2 separate regions of the Zea mays genome follow, and region 2 is linked to region 1. A link is a contact called in public Hi-C data. All regions are on one chromosome and are shown on one strand. Each heading gives the region's core, a stretch centred on a gene start, on an enhancer-like site or on the middle of the called end of the contact. The rest is flanking DNA. Distances are from core to core; before and after follow the strand shown. Region 1 holds the start of LOC103644520 (probable UDP-3-O-acyl-N-acetylglucosamine deacetylase 1, mitochondrial). Region 2 holds the start of LOC100191641.

What was found. Hi-C and Micro-C count contacts between places; a contact is called where the count stands out from the background.
Region 2: a contact with region 1 is called in a Hi-C map of leaf, with 5 times the contacts expected there. The contact joins the promoter of LOC100191641 here to the promoter of LOC103644520 in region 1. A contact is called at or near these places in 2 of 25 Hi-C or Micro-C datasets (leaf and tassel).

What each region holds. Positions count from the first base shown.
Region 1 is chr1:28,317,923-28,323,238 of Zm-B73-REFERENCE-NAM-5.0, forward strand. LOC103644520 (probable UDP-3-O-acyl-N-acetylglucosamine deacetylase 1, mitochondrial) reads left to right here and starts at 3,478. Exons shown (of 7, transcript XM_020545639.3): 1 at 3,478-3,677; 2 at 3,749-4,060; 3 at 4,176-4,382. The coding sequence starts at 3,615. It also overlaps the pseudogene LOC103644519.
Region 2 is chr1:28,463,808-28,469,321 of Zm-B73-REFERENCE-NAM-5.0, forward strand. It overlaps LOC100191641, which reads left to right and starts at 4,165. Exons shown (of 4, transcript NM_001254785.1): 1 at 4,165-4,625. The coding sequence starts at 4,299.

The sequences.
Region 1 (5,316 bases), core at 2,228-4,727:
AAGAACCCAGCTTTGGTGATGTGGTATCTTCCAGTAATTGATCGCTTAAAACGTTTGTTCTCAAACCCTAGGGAGGCTGAGCTTATGCGTTGGCATGCTGAAAATCGCAAGCAGAATAACAAACAGATTCGACACCCTGCTGATGCATCACAATGGAAAAATTTCGATCTTATGTATCCTGAGTTTGCCAAAGAAACCAGAAATGTAAGATTTGCTTTGGGTACAGACGGAATGAATCCATTTGGTGAAAAAAGAAGTGTACATAGCACCTGGCTCGTGACTTTAACGATGTACAACCTTCCATCATGGCTGTGTCACAAAAGAAAGTATATTATGTTGACTATTCTTATTCAAGGTCCGAAATCAGCTGGTGTTGATATTGATGTGTTCCTAGAACCTCTTATGGAAGATATGACAAAGCTCTGGAATGAAGGAGTTAGAATATGGGATGAGTATTGCCGTGAGTATTTCAACTTAAGAGCAATTATATTTGTTACCATCCATGATTCTCCTGGTGGCGCCACACTATCAGGGCAAAAGACTAAAGGAAAGAATGGTTGTGTAGTGTGCGTCGATGGAACTGCTTCCATGTACCTTAAATCATCCAAGAAGTTGGTGTTCATGGGACACAGACGGTTCTTGATGAAGCAGCATAAGTACCGAAAGATGAAAGAGGAATTTAACAATCAACTGGAAAGTGAAGGTGCACCAAAGCCTTATAGTGGGAAACTTGTTTTTGAAATTGTAAAGAACATTCATGTTGTATTCGGAAAGGGAAAAAACAAAGGAGAAAAGAGAAAGAGAACTGACCCTTCAACTTACACAACTTTCAAGAAGCAATCAATATTTTTCAAGTACCTCCCATACTGGAAGGATATGGAAATTTGCCACAGCATTGGTTTGATGCATGTAACAAAAAATGTTTTTGACAGCATCATTAGAACCTTGCTGGGCATGCCGAGTAAGACAAAAGACGGACTTAAATCACGCAATGATCTAGTAGATCTTCAAATCAGACCGGAACTTCATCCAGTGGATAGTGGCAAAGGGAAGCCTTACCTCCCCCCAGCTAGCTACAACTTGTCAGTTGAGGAGAGAACAAAGATTTGCAAATGTTTGCGTGGGGTCAAAGTGCCCACAGGTTTCTCATCCAATATCAGCAGACTAGTCAGGATGAAGGACTTGTCTCTATTTGGCTACAACTCTCATGACTGCCATGTGATGATGACGGTGTTCCTCCCAATTGCGGTAAGAGCCCTCGAAACAGAGCATGTCAAAGTTGTCATCACACGCTTGTGTTACTTTTTCAATGCGGTTTCACAAAAAGTAATAGCTTTAGAAGACTTGGACTATCTAAAGGCATACATCATCGAGACTATGTGCAAGCTTGAAATGTGTTTTCCTCCATCATTTTTTGATATGCAAGTACACCTAATCATACATCTCGTGGATCAGATAAAAATATTAGGGCCACTATATTTACATCATATGTTTCAGTTGGAGCGATACCTGGGAGTATTAAAAGGTTATGTGCGAAATCGCGCTCACCCAGAGGGTTCAATCATGGAGGGATACACTACAGAAGAAGTGATTGAGAGCTGTATAGATTACATCAGTGACGGAACAATGATAGGTGTGCCTGTACCTAAACATGAGGGTAAACTATGTGGGAGAGGGAGAATGGGCAAGAAAACTTTTCGCGTTGAGGATTACAAGCTAGTACATTGTGCTCATGGTAGTGTACTACAACATCTCACGATAGCCGAGCCTTACATAGAGGAACACCTGAATGAGCTTCGTAAAGAAAATCAGAACCGCACAGAGGACTGGATCATGAGGGAGCACAAACATCGTTTCAGCGAATGGTTAATGGACAAAAACATCCCATTCGGAGACTCTTCGGATGAGAAAACAATGAAGAATTTGGCTTCTGGGCCATCGTGTTTTGTGACATCATGGCAAGCATATGACATCAATGGGTACACATTCTACACTAAATCAAAAGACATGAAAAGTGTTGCACAAAATAGCGGTGTTCGTATCGATGCTTTTGACCTACATGGACAGAAGACCACATATTTTGGATTCATAGAGGAAATATGAGAACTTGATTATGGCCCAAGCATGAAAATACCCTTGTTTAAGTGCCAATGGGTACAACATCCCGTGGGGGTGATAGTGGATAACTACGGACTCACACTGGTAGACTTAAAGAAAGTAGGATATAAAGATGACCCGTGGGTTCTCGCCGAATGTGTTGCACAAGTGTTCTATGTACTCGATCCAGCAGATGAGAAGATGCATGTAGTTATTTCTGGAAAGCAAAAAATTGTTGGAGTTGAGAATGTGGGAGACCAAGATGAGGAATACAATAAGTATGAAGAGATGTTCGTCTTTAACGGTCCAGAGAGAATCAAGCGTGTGGAAAAGAAAATTGATAAGAACTTAAAGCCATACATGCGGAAAAATGATAGTTCATGAAAAATTGTATGAATCAAATTGTATTTGTTATCATGTATGATCGACTATGAATTGTGGTTGCCAATTAATTTAAAATCTCTCTAGTTATCTATGTGTGCTATTATAATTCATTTAAATTGTATTTGCATATTATTGTTAAAAATTAAATATTAATTCATTTAAATTGTATTTGCATATTTCTGTTAAAAATTAAAATTATTTTCATATTTAAATTGTATTTTCATATTTTTACAATCACATGCGGTTTTGTCTTAGGGTCCGCTTGTGAAAAGGATAGAGCATTACAGGCGGTCCTAAACAAAAACCGCTTATGATACTATTACATCACAGGTGTACTAAACCGCCTGGGACATCACAAGCGGTTTTCTAACCAAACCGCCTGTGATGTAAAAATCCTACCGCTTGTATAGAGCCAAATTGTACTAGTGTGAGGTCTACGACGGCACCGGCCCTTCTCTCCTCCCCGTCGACGCGTACGACCGTGATGTGCAATATATATCCACTAATCCCGCTAGCTGTTCCTAGCTTAATTTGTTTTCACTAGTTGTGGTGGTGGTGTGTGCTTTTGGTGCACGTGTACTCCTTGTATTTCCAAAGAAAAGTGAACGTGTGTGGTTTTCATGATGATGATAATGGGCAAGACGGGTGACGAGAAGGCAGAGCGGCAGAAGCAGTTGTTTGCCGCGGCGGAGACCCTGGAGGGAGCAGTGGAGGAGTGCTCCAAGGGGAGACCCAGACCCTTCTTCGGCGCGACAGCGTCGGGTACGTGGACATAGCGTGGGTGCAGACTGCAGACGAGGGACCTGTAGTGTTGTCTGGTTTTGAGCATTTCGACGCCGACAAGACCCTGCTCCTGGCCGCGTGGATGGAGCGCCAATAACGGGCACCAAGCTCGGCCACGTCGGCACTATGTCAACCTTTTGGATTTCAGATTCGGAATAGTTCCATACAGACCAGGGTTCCGGCTTTTAAGCCAACCACACACGCCCGACATCCAGGACCCACATTACAAAAATACGCTTTTCTCACACACAAACGCCCCACGCTCGGCTGAGCACTTTCCCGCCGTCTTCAGACCGTCACACCCTCGGTCGTGACAGGTTTCTGCCTCCACTGCCTTCCCCACCGCCGCCATGCCCTCCTCCGCCGCCCGGGCCCTCACATCCGTCTCCCGCGCAGCCTTCTCCTGGAAGCCGGTAAGTCAGCGATGCTCTAGTGTTTAAAAGCAATAGTCTGAATCTCTGGCAGACTAACCCTCCTCTGCCAGACGGGGCGGCCGCAGCAAACGCTGGCGGCGGCGGTGAGCAGGTCGGGCGTGGGGCTCCACTCGGGAGCGCGCGTCACCGCCACGCTGTTTCCGACGCAAGCTGGAGAGGGTAGGTATTTCCTCGTGGAGGGTGATGAGGAGGCGAGGGTAGCGGCAGAGGTGGGGAACGCCGAGCCACTGTCGCAGCTCTGCACGACGCTTCGTCGGGGCGAAGGCGCCCACACGCGGGTCCGGACGGTGGAACACCTTCTTTCGGCGATGGAGGCGCTTGGCGTCGACAACTGCCGTATCGAGGTTAGCGGCGGGGATGAGGTGCGTGGATGTCTGCTCATTTCCCACCTTGTCTTAGTTCCCTATTTTCAATGTGGGAAGGTGTAGAGTTATCGTTGTATTTTCCATTTATGTGAAAGTGATTAAGCAATGCCAGATTCCTTTGCTTGATGGATCAGCGCAAGAGTGGGTAGAGGCAGTACAAGGCGTTGGCTTGTGTGCGGCAGAGGATGCCAATGGGGAAAAGTTGGATAAACTGGCGCCTGAAATTCAGGAGCCTGTTTACCTACGGAAACACGATTGCTTTATAGCTGCATTCCCTAGCCCACAAATCCACATAACCTGTGGCATTGATTTCCCAAAGGTATATTCATCTCTTCCCTTTGAAATCAGAAAAAGGCTAGTTCATTATGGATATGAAACCGAATCATGTCTTATGACCGATAAAAATATCAATAACATTAAACCATTATATGGAACACACAAAGTGAGTGGGTTCTTAATGTTATAAATAACTCGTCTGGGGAGAGAAAGACGGTCCTCCCAGTATTATATTAAGAAGAGACCAAAACATGGTCCCGGACTCCTCCCGTCCGAGAAAATCCCCAAACCCTGGCCCCTCATCACTAGCGGACTGTCACCGCCCACTCTGCAACGATCGAGCCAGAGGGTGGCGCGCAGGACTTAACTCGGGAGTGGACGGGGCACAACGAGGGGATTTTTTTAACCAAGCCCGAAATTAGTCCCCGAGGGGGATCGAACCCGAGACCTGAAGGTGCTACTCAGAAGCTTTAACCATTACGCTAGAGACCCTTTCGCTAATATTATAAATAACACAAATAAAAACCAGCAGTAGTGATCATAGAAGAAAACCGCTGAAACCAAGTTTGAGGAGCTTGCTTGAGACCATAGAGAGTGGCAAAAACGACAAACCAATATCCTCACGAATAGAATACCCACGAGGTGGCTACATACACACCTCCTCATGCAACCATAGTCACAAGAGTACAGTGGCAGCGACCCTCGACCTAGAAACGTCGTCCCCGTCCCGGATACGCAGGGTCATTTTCATTCCCACAGTGTAAAAACCTCTCATAAGTAGTGTATCGCGTTCTCGATCTCGTTCCTCAACCCTATCGATCCGAGAACTTTGTGACTATGCATGCAACTTGCTATTAAGAAAGACATTCTTGACATCAAGCAGAGAGATGGATCACTTATGAACAGAAGCTACAACAAAAAGAGTGCGAATTGTAGTCATATGAGCATCAGGAGCAAACATCCATCATAATCATGAC
Region 2 (5,514 bases), core at 2,915-5,414, 150 kb after region 1:
AGGTGAAGAGTTTGAAGTCGATCTCCCCTGGTGCACCGGACACTGTCCGGTGGTGCACCGGACAGTCTGGTGCGCCAGACCAGGGTGCCTTCGGTTGTCCCTTTGCTCCTTTGTTTGGACCCTTTTTCTTGATTTTTTTATTGGCTTATGGTGAACCTTTGGTACCTGTAGTACTTATAAACTTGGGCAAACTAGTTAGTCCAATTATTTGTGTTGGGCAATTCAACCACCAAAATTAGTTTAGGAAATAGGTGTAAGCCTAATTCCCTTTCAGCTTTGTATTATAGTTATGCAATTAAAGGATACATTTTGTCATGGTTCTTCAATCGTAAGGTTACTTTTTACCTTGTAGTCCGAGGGAGAAGCACTTCCATTTGGTTTTGAAATGTCTAGGCGATCTAAATACTACTAAAAATTAATTAGCACATGAGCTTCTTTTCTGTATTTGGCAATGGCCAATGAGTACTGTAGCTGACCTGTTCTCTGAAAATTGTTACTATCTTCCTTAGCAACATGCTTTTGCATTATGTTTTAGAAATGCCTCCACAATGATCAATTACTGATCGTCGGTACGATGTCCACTAGCGTGAATTCATCAAGATGAGGTTTATAAATATATTGCATTTTCTATACGTGAGACTTTTGGATCCTCTGGTATCATTGTGGCTTGCATGTCAGTATTTTGTATAATAGAGATTATGCGAGTAATCTTACCAGTGATGTCGTTGTTGATCTTACGCTTGGTGCCCCTAATAACAATCTTATTAGGTCCACCAGCCTTTCCTGTTCTGAGCAAGTTGAAGTAGGCATTATATGTCTGTTTGACCAACACCATCAATATTGTGATAAATTTCTGTTTTGTTTATCTACTTCAGCTCAAGACTGTGACTAAATTTCAACGGATTAAGGTGGATAGCGTCAGATTTGAAGATGAGAAGCTTCAGGATACCTCGTATTTGGCTAACATTACCATTCCCATGGCACCGTTACCATTCCATGTTTCTAATGCACTGAGGGTCTGAGGTCACGCTTCTGTATGTGCCTACCGTCAAGACACCTTGAGCTACACATGTGGTTTGTTATTATCTTGAAAGCGTAATTGTGCCAATACTATAACCTTAATATGCTTTCTTGATCTATATTTTTTCTGCCATCAAGAATGAGGCAATTAGATAAGGATATTCGCTAGCTTTCTGAGTATTGTCTGAGTCTTTAAGCGTAGTAGTAAAAGTTTTGGCACACCATTGTTTTAGTTATTATGATCTGAACAACCCGTTTTATATAGGGAGCTCGTGGCAAATGCATCCTCACAACAGGACAATGGAGCTCAAGGCGTCAAGTGGTGGCTCGCTCGGACTCGCGCTCCTCTGCAACAAGGCACTGTTCCCCATGAGGGTTCCCATTACCATTGCGCTCGAGTCGCCAGTCACTAGGGCTCTGAGCCATTAGAGGCTCGTCAATTTGTGTAAATTTATGTTCCGCTGCAATGCACGGGCACATACCTATAAGATATTAAGATTGAAGATAATATATATCGTTTGTTTTCATGTATTACCTAACACTGTCTAGATGTACATAAGTTACCATGATATTATATGTATCCGTTGCAACGCACGTGCACTCACCTAGTCAACCTTAATTATCCAAATCAAGTATGCTCAACAGGAATATTTATTACATGGTGACCAAATAAATGTTCTCAGATATAAATAGATATAAATGTCGTAGATTACATTGCAATTGTAAATACTAGAATCTATGAACTAATTGAAAACAAAAATATGTTACAATTAAAAATACTAAAATGCATGAAGTATTCTACTAGTCGTCTTATTCCGCTTCACCATCCTCCATTTTTTCCCACCATACCAATATTATCTTGAATAAGCTTCGAGCCTTTAGCATGCCCTCTTTTTTCTTTCCCACTCATTATCGATGGTGCGATCCTTAAGCTTGTTTCATTGCTTCCATAGTTTTGCCTTCACTAAGCATGTGGTTAAAAAATGGAGCTTCTCCAACTTAGATGCCACACCTATTGGGTCATCAATTGTGTCTGCCTTTCCTTTCTTTTCTTGCCCTAGGACAAGGCACCTCCTCCTTGGTGTCATCCACTCGCTCCCACGAAGCAGTACTCGTTAGATTTTTTCCTTGCATTAGATACACTGTTGGGACCATGTTTCTCCAGTCACTCTAGCTATTGTCGAACATCTTCCTACCAAAGCTCAAGCTTGAACTCACATCCCATTTTCTACTCGTACCTTTACCTTGGCCGCTTCCATGGCCATCGATTCATTGACACTACACTATCGAAGCATCTCTTATTGGATATAAAATCTAGTGAAGATGAATACCATTTTAGATTTAATTAATTGTGACCCAATGACCCTTCAGTTGCTTATCGATATGCATGGTGATGGTGTGCTCAGAGGTGGAGCTGAAGGACTTCTCTATTGGACCCCCAAAAAATATGTTAGACTTATTATTCCCTTGGATTGAATCCATGGAATGCATCAACCAAACACTAACCTAAAGCATATAGTATATTATAAATTAAATTTAAATATAACAAGAAAGTAAACACAACAAGTGAATGAGGAACCACCATTTTTTCTTGATCCGCTTAATCCATTTGCCAAGCTAGAGGATGGAGGCAATATTGCCTCACATACGTTTCGATAAAAACGATATTGCTTCTATCATGAAATGATAAGGATCCATCCAGACTCTCGAAAATCATGATTATCACCCGCGAGGGCGATACCATTCTCCATCCTTAAAACTCAGTTCTCTCCTATTATTGGATTCTTCCCTGTCTAGAAATTTCATGAGCAGTTAATTCATTTTTACTATATGTCAATTTCTGTAGGCTATAGTATTATCTATGGGTACTAGAGACAATGTTCGTTTTCATAGCAACGGAAGTTAAAATTGACTAGCTCCGTTACTGGCACTAGTCATCGAATCGTGCGGTGAAAAACGGAGTCGAAGCAGAAATTGCGCAGCTCACCCATGACTCGTGACTCGTGAGAACGCGAGGAGGTTGAATGGATTCGGTAGGCGACTAGGCGGTAGTGACAGTCACCTTGGCGGTTGGTATGGCAGCAGGGAGCAGGCTTCGGAACGAAGAGTCGAAGAAGACGACGAGAAAGAGCGTAGGCAACGACGGTCGGCGGTATTAGGGCATGTACAGTGGAGAGACACCAAAACGGTTCTCCAAGCACAGGAGACAACTAAGAGACTCTATTGTACAATGGAGTGTCTATAAACGTAGTCTATTAATAAATACAGAATTAAATGTATTTGTATAGCATCAGATTGATAGAACAGACGACAAATTCGTACAGTGGGAAGTGAGGCGTCTGTTGTTACTTGGTTTACGAGCCAGAGGCGTCTCTTCACGGAGAGACGGCTCTAAGATTTTTTTGCAAATAACCCCCTAAAACACCTTAAGAGCCCCCACATTAAACACCACTGTACATGCCCTTATGTGCCTTGTCCCGGTAGAAGCACAGGAGGAATATGCTTCTCTGGGCCACGAGTCAGTCCATACACCTTCCTGCACGACCACGGATTCTCAACGTCTCGTGGGACCCGTATCGACTTTGCCCCACGTGTCAGAAGACAAAGAGCGAAGCAAAGAATTTCACCTTCGAGCGCGACACGGCAACCTCTCTGAGAAACTGACTCTTCTGTCCCACACGAAGCCCGACCCCACCAAATGCGAGACAACACGCGACATATATAATTACCTCTGTGAGAAATGAGAAATCGGCGTACACAGTGACATCACTGGTATACAGGACCCACCTTAATTCGTTCCCACTGGTCATATGTCGGTAAAGGAACACGTACAACAACTAATCTAGGAAAACTTGGTAACGCACGCCTCCGAAATTTGTCGCATTCAACAAAGGGCCTTGTCTAGGATTATAATCTGGCCCTAAATCTATATGTGCTGAAAAATTTCATACTACTAAATCCGTAGACCGTGGTTAATACGAAACCGAGTACGTTTTTTTTTCCGAACACGCGCCTTTCGTGATCTAACCAAAATATATACCCTCTCCGACATTTTTCTTTTCTTTATTAATATCACAGGAAGCGGACAGGATCATCGCCAAATCGAAGGAGATTGAACGAAGCAGCCCAGCCAAATTCCCCTCGCCGCCCCGTCCCTTCTCGACATTTCTTGTCCCGTCGTCGCCTCAATCTCGAAGCCTCTCCGGCGGAGCCGCCTCATCATCGTTCCGAAGGCCTCCAACCAAACATCCTCTAGGGTTTCCGCATCGTCCGTCGCGATGGGCTTCACGAAGCGGTCGCCCCAGCATCCCGCCTCCCCAGCCGGCGGCGAGGTCGGCGCCCAGACGGCAGGGAAGGTCACACCAGTGCCGGCGGCGCCGGAGTCGGCGCCCGCGGCGGTGGTGCCGAGGCCTCCGGACGTGGCGCCCTTCCTGACCAAGGTCTACGACATGGTCTCCGACCCGGCCACCGACGCGGTCATCTCCTGGAGCGCCGCCGGCGGCAGTTTCGTGATCTGGGACTCGCACGCTTTCGAGCGCGACCTGCTGCCGCGGCACTTCAAGCACAATCACTTCACCAGCTTCATACGCCAGCTCAACACCTACGTGAGAATTACCCTCCCTGATCCTCATGCCTACATTCTCTATTAGTTCCCTGTGCGCGAAATAAATGTGGTTTGCGCTGATTAGGCGCGATTGTTGGTTTACTGTAGATTCTGTAATACGGATACCTAGTATTTTGGTTTTTGAAATTGCAGTACCTTCTGATTATGAAAAATGCCAGTATCCTTTATTTTTTGGGATAAGGAATGCTAATTTCCTTTGATTTCTTATTAAAAAAAAATCTAGAGTTAAATGTATAAGCGGTTCCCAAGATGCCACTTAGGTCCACGAACTTTAAAAATGCATTTCTAGGTTAAGTGACACACCACAGTGGTCGGTAAAGTCCACAAATGTACCTGCGATCCACCATTTTTACATGTTTTGGAATGTGTGGTACATCACTTAGCAAGTTCAAAGATTTAGAAATGCAGGGCCATCGATGCATTTAACTCAAAAAAGTATCCTTCCATTTTGTTGGCGTTTCACCAACTTCTCTTATGTCATTTGAGATTTTATATAACAGAATAGCTGGTTCCCCTATTTTTCTGTTAGTTCCTGCCTGCACTTCCAAAACAAATCTGCATGTTGAATTTGGCTGGAAGCTTTTGATGATGGACTTGTATAGATTGTTCACCAGATCTCTTTCAGCAAATTGCTCAATACAGACCTCAATAATGCATAACACATGCCAATGCCATCGGGGACCCCTTATTGTTCTTGTACAACCAGTTTGAAATTTTGCGCACCTTATAAAAAACTCATTGGGTTCTGTCACCTACTGAACTTGCGATCACAGAAATTGCAATGCCTTCTTATAAATAGTCTCCTTGGGTTTGTTGTTCCTCAAGCAACTTCTCGTGATGTCATTTGATATATTTTGTCATTTTGCAGT